Linked DNA regions of Gossypium hirsutum: region 2 is linked to region 1. The links are chromatin contacts, called in public Hi-C maps. All regions are on one chromosome and are shown on one strand. Each heading gives the region's core, a stretch centred on a gene start, on an enhancer-like site or on the middle of the called end of the contact. The rest is flanking DNA. Distances are from core to core; before and after follow the strand shown.

What was found. Hi-C and Micro-C count contacts between places; a contact is called where the count stands out from the background.
Region 2: a Hi-C map of leaf shows a contact between it and region 1, with 2.5 times the contacts expected there. The contact joins two enhancer-like sites. A contact is called at or near these places in 4 of 34 Hi-C or Micro-C datasets (leaf and petal).

Annotation. Positions count from the first base shown.
Region 1 is chrA12:21,317,539-21,320,625 of Gossypium_hirsutum_v2.1, forward strand. No RefSeq gene overlaps it. Among protein-coding and RNA genes, the nearest start is that of LOC121211583, 28 kb to the left of the region's middle. Within about 2 kb of position 1,558, at least 2 of the 9 cell types and tissues checked have an H3K27ac peak or open chromatin away from gene starts, as enhancers often do. A contact at or near this core is called in leaf, where this site is marked.
Region 2 is chrA12:21,409,301-21,412,387 of Gossypium_hirsutum_v2.1, forward strand. No RefSeq gene overlaps it. Among protein-coding and RNA genes, the nearest start is that of LOC107933338, 8.1 kb to the right of the region's middle. Within about 2 kb of position 1,506, at least 2 of the 9 cell types and tissues checked have an H3K27ac peak or open chromatin away from gene starts, as enhancers often do. A contact at or near this core is called in leaf, where this site is marked.

The DNA.
Region 1 (3,087 bases), core at 308-2,807:
ATATCGATAGAACATTATGACATGTTGACAATTGGCTTTGTCACAACTCAAGCACGACCTATCTGGAGTGATTGCAAGCACTTAGTATGATAAGGAAATCAATCCCGGATGGTCCAAAGTGGTGAGCAAAAATCAATAAAAGAATCGAGCACTCACTAAACTAGAGAGGACGACAACAAAATCATCCTTAAAATCACTTATAAAATTAAAATTACATGCATAAGCAAGGCTAAAAAAACGTGCTATAAGAGCAAACAATAACTTCTAAAACTGAAAACTTATTAAACAATGAGAAAACAAACAAAAAATATATAAAACTTAAGACAACACAAATCCAAATCAACATGTGAAATTATTTATTATTCTAAAATACTCTCAAAATAGAAACAAATTAAGAAGTTGATAAAGAGCCACCCACTTTCCAATAAAAACTACTGGTGGATGGTGGAGTTTTAGCGAACGACAAGCACCGTCATCTGTCCATCACAACTTGTGAAGACAACAAAGATACCCACAAAATAAATCTGCAAATTGAAATGAGAGAAGGCATGTGTAGTGAATGAGAAAAAGAAAAAAAATAAAAGGTTAATGGGAAAGGAAAAAGGCGGGCCAGCTTGGAGGCTGGCACCACCGCTAAATAAAACAAAAAATAAGAAACAAATGGCTTTCATTTAGTAATCTTATATGATGTATTCATGTGTTTTAATATCATGCATATTTCATATATTATTATTTAGTTCAAATCGTGCATTTTATTATTTATTATATATAATTTTTAAACACAAATTTATTTTCTAAATATGTTATTTTTACGCTCATACATGTGTCTTCTAGTATTTTTTTTTTGTAAATTTTGTTTTTTTTTCTCTCTCTCTCCTTTGCTTTGTGTTCTGTATTATTCATAGCTTAAAAGAAAAACCAAAAACAATTGATAGTAACTAAATATTACAAATCAAGGCTTTCTTGTTTTTTAGAAAAAAAAGTATTATGATTTGCACCGGTGTGAAAATAGTTTTTATGAACAATATGAAAATAGTTGAAAGATAGATAATTAAATTTTGGTTAAATTGTATTAGAAGTTTTGGTACCTTTCATAAATTTAAATTTTACTATCTATATTTTTTAGATTTTAAATTTTAAATTAAAATCATTTTATTAAATTCAAGTTCATGAATATTAAATTTTAATTACATTGTTATGAAATGAGGTTTTTTTATTCTAAAATATCAGGTCAATAAATTTAATAAAAAATAATATTAATAACTAAAACTAAATTTTAAAATATAAAAAATTAATTAATTAAAAATTTGAAATTGATGTTTTGTGGATTTTGAATTGCGTTGGGTGGTGAATTCAAGGAAAATAAATTTGTATGAAACTTTGCAAACGTGCAAAACAAATGTAGTTATGGGTTGGATTGATAGTGAATTTTTTAATTATGGAAATGAAATTAAAAAATTATCATATTTTTTATTATAATTATAATATTGCCTAAATTGCGGTAGAGTCCTGTCGGTTTCTTCTGCTCTGTCTTCACAACAAAGTTTGGAATCCAATGCTCTTCCTGGCCCCACTTTCCCTTCCTTTATTATTTTAGAAATTTACTAACACCTCTGTTCTTTAAAATATAGAAGTGTGTTAAAAAATAAAATATAATAAATACTAAAGTATATAGTTTAATGAATTAATAATAATAGCACATAAAATATGTATAATATTAAAATAAAAATAAAAAATTAAATTTTGAGTAAAAAATTTAAATACATCAAATTAAAATTATTAAATAAATATAATTATTTATTATTGTATTGTCATTAATTCTGAGTTGGTGTTAGGTTAATTTATAATACCAATTCAATCAATAATATTATTAATATATACAATTTATGGAGGTAATAACGTTAGCATAATAAAATTAAAATGTATAAAAAAATATAAAAATATAACTTTGGTTGAATGATATTTGAGATTTAGATCCTATTTGAGGTTTTAAAATTTTCAAATTAAAAACTATAATATATTAATATTATTATTTATTGGTGATATTTAAATTGTATCTATAATAATATTTAAAATGTAATTTCATTTATTAAAAATTATTCTTAATAAAATATAACTAATATTATTCTTATATAAAATTTAAACATTTTATTTATATAATTTCTTAACTAAAATTTACTATTTTATTTCTCTTAATAATAAAACTACTTTTACTATAAATTATAATTCAAAAAATATTAAAATTTAAGGTAAGAAGTTGTTATAGAAAATTAATTTAGTGAAGAGTGTGCTTCATACTTTTATGGTTGTTACTATTATAGATGAAAAGATGTTATAAAGAGTAAAACTAAAATTTATATATATATAAAATAAAAGATTCTATAACAAACTTGACTATTATAATAAAATGTTGTTATAAAGTTGTGAACCTCATTAAGGAAGGTGTTTGCGGTGGTTCCAATTCTGCCTTAGTTAGGAGAATTGTTTTGCTTTTGAAGTCTTTGAGTCATTGGAATCTTTAGCATAATCCCAGAGAAGAGAATAGTATTGCAGACAGAATTGTCAAGCTTCGAAGAGACAGGGAAACAGGAGTACAATTGATTGATAAGAATTATGTAATGAGCTTTCCTATTGTTTGATTATTGAGTTGTATTTTCTTTTTTTACCAAAAAAAATATTGTTATAAAAAGAGTTTATTGTAGTTTTGAAGTAAGAGAAGAAAATAAGTGTAAAAGAAAATGACAAATTAGATTTAGTCTTAACCGAATTAGTGGACACACTAATTCTCGGTTGAATCAATTTGTTCAGTTCAATTGAATAAATTAAGAAATAAAAATAGTGAAAACCGATTCAACCAACCCAACCAATTTGTGTCAATTAATTCAGTCCCTTATTGGATCGGTACTTGTTAGGATATTATTATGGGATATTATCTTTTAGCAATTTGATTCCTAATAGAATATTATAGGATATTATTATGGGATGCAGGATGGCGTGATGCTATGCAAAAGGAGATTTGTGCTGTGGAGGATAATGACACTTGGTCTATGGAAACACTTCCTCCTAGAAAGAAAACACTGGGTAGTA
Region 2 (3,087 bases), core at 256-2,755, 92 kb after region 1:
CGGAGATTTTTTTTGTGTGTTTACAGTCATTTGGCAGTTTATCTACAAACCAATATTTGTTAAACCACAATCTTGTGTGCTGGTGGTTGGAGTTCAGGGGAACTCCCATTGTGGTGTGTAGCGGTGGGGTAGGATCTATGCTATTAAAATCGAAACTATATGGCATCCATAAAAACATATACATTCAAATCTGGGATTTCTAATATGACATGTATATGTATATTGTGAGTGATCTGAAACATAGGTATTCTGAAAGTGTCATTGAAAATTATTTCTATGTGACATATTAATATGTTTAATCATTTGCATTGGTTTTCTTGTGATTAAACTCACACCGAGCATCATAGCTCACTCCCCCTTTAATTTTCATCCTTACAAATAACCCACTAGGTTAGGACGCGGACACGACATTCGGAGGGTCTCTGCTCGGCTTTATTTATTAAAATATTTATATTTATTATTTGATATTTTATTATTCAGAGATTGTATTATTTAATTTTGAATTGTTTTGTGGGATTTAGGATTTGTTTTCTTTTAGCATACATGACTTTTAATTTGATTTTAGGTTACTGAAATATAAATATTAATTAGTTATGCATGAACTTTAGTTTTTATGAAAAATATAAACTATTATTACTTTTCCACTGCTAAGTTATAACTAAATTTTGAGTAATAAATAAGTCGATAATTAACTAACTTCTCTTCTAAAATAATCAAATTTTTTAAAATGATTGTTTTCAAAACTCCAATAACTTATTGGGTCATTTCGGTGGCTAATGTAATCTTCCGAATTCAGGTCTAATAATTAAGCGGGGTTAGAGAGGTTACAATTTTCCACTTTTCCACTCCATGCTCCTATACTTCCACTTTTCTACCCAACTAAGTAGTCGAAGAATTTTTCATGTAGAGGAGATTTGTAAAAGAGTGTTTCAAGAAGTAATATATATACCTTTGTTAAGAGAGAAGCTAATGGCGCTGCAGACAGGGTTGCTAGTCAGGCTAAAAAGAGGATGAGTCTAGAAGACTGAATGAATTCACCGACATCTTCTTTGGTACATATACTGAGCAGAGATGGCTTGCCAACTTGGCACTAGGTGTTTTCTGTCTGTATTGACATGTTATCAATAATGTTTGTTTTAAATGGAAAACGAAATCAGTTAATTTATATATTGTATCCAAAGCATTAAAATTTCAAAATTTAATATCTACAATCACACTTCCCTACATGGACTCGATACATATGTAAGAAACTATTGACAACATATTTTTACAATGTGAACTGATCTGTACTGAGTTAAATTCTAGAAAGAAATGTACATTTTTGGTTTTTGAAAAGAATAAAGAATGCCCAACTTCTTCCATATATAAGGTGGTCCAAGAATTTAGGAAACTATCAAAATTTAACCAATAAAAAAGTACACGTGAAACGTTAGTGGGAAAGCACTGCACATTGGCAGCAACCGATGGTTCTATATTGTTTGAGGCAGATCAGAATTGCCAACACTCTGTAGAGTTCTCGAGGTTAATTGAGCAACACGACAAATTCCATTAGCCCCATTAGACCACCCCCTTTTAAAGTGCCAGTTTCATATTTCATTACAGTTTTCGTCAATTTTCTTCCTATTATTAATTAATAATGGACCACTTTTAACGATGACTTAAATTATGAAACACCGTACTTCAATTCACTTCCATTGATTGGAGGTTTATGAAAAAGAATAGTTTAATTAAATTTTTTTGTCTATATTATTTACCTTTTGGTATAAATGATTTCTCTTGTATACTGTGGATAAGGTTTTTCAAGATGGGTGATAACTGATAAAAGTAAAAAATCTTCAAAGCTATCAAAGTATCAAAAATGGCTTTCCTTGAATCAAGCAGGAGCTGTGTTTGTGGATAAATAATAATAATAACAAAGGGAAAAAAGTTTAGATTTGAAGAATATTATAAGTATAGACAGACAATTTACGAATCATTTAAAGAATTCATCTTTACTTTTTTCTTAAAAAGATAATAATCATTTGATCTGCCCATATTGATGGGTTAGAATTCATTCATCATCCTTTTGGGATAATCCCCATATATTAAAATACAAGAAAAAGAACTCCTAAAATTAACCATATTTTTGGATGAATATTAAAATTATTTTTATTCAATGTGTAAAGTTTATATGAATTTTGATTTACATTCAATTTTAAAAAATTACTAACTAGATAAGTTAATTTGGATTACGGATTCGGATATCTGTAAATATTCAATATGAAATTTGCAAATTCAGATACCAAAATTACTATCCGCTAGAGATGCAAATAGACCCCTTGGATATCTATTAGCCGAGTCTGCATTTGTTATTCGAATCTCAAATATCTACAGATATTCGACTCTTCATAACTTTTCCAAAAATATTTAAAATTTTGATTCCAACAAGATTCAAACACATGACTTTTGACAATTAAAATTATACTTTAACCATTAAAACTAATCTTCAATTTTAGTTAGTTTACATAAATTATTAAAAAAAATATAAATATCAATAAAAATATTTTCTAAAATTAAATATTTTAATTAATAATAAAATTAAATATAATAATAAATAATAAGTTTAATAAATTTAAATATGTTAAAAAATTATCAGACGAATATATCTTATTTAAACATTTTTTCTTTCAAATCTCGTATAGCTTTTCTTAATTTTTTTTTTTGTATTTGTAACTAAACAATGAGATGAAATCATTAGAATTTCTAAATTTGCGATTATCCCTTTTAGTATTTGATCAACTCAGTTAGTTAAATTATTTTAAACAAAAAAGTTAACCAATATTTATATAATATTAAAATAATTATTATAATACGAATTTATTTTGTAATGTGACATAAGTATCTTTAGTACATATTATTATAAAAATAGTATACATTCACTTTTAAGGACATAATATATCAATTGTTATATAATTAAATTGTGAATGTATAATAATTATTATAACATTATGATATTACAATGTACATTCTTCTATTAATGATGTGCAACCTAGACCTTAAACATGTAACAAATTTTATGGTATACTATAATATATACAATTAGTATTA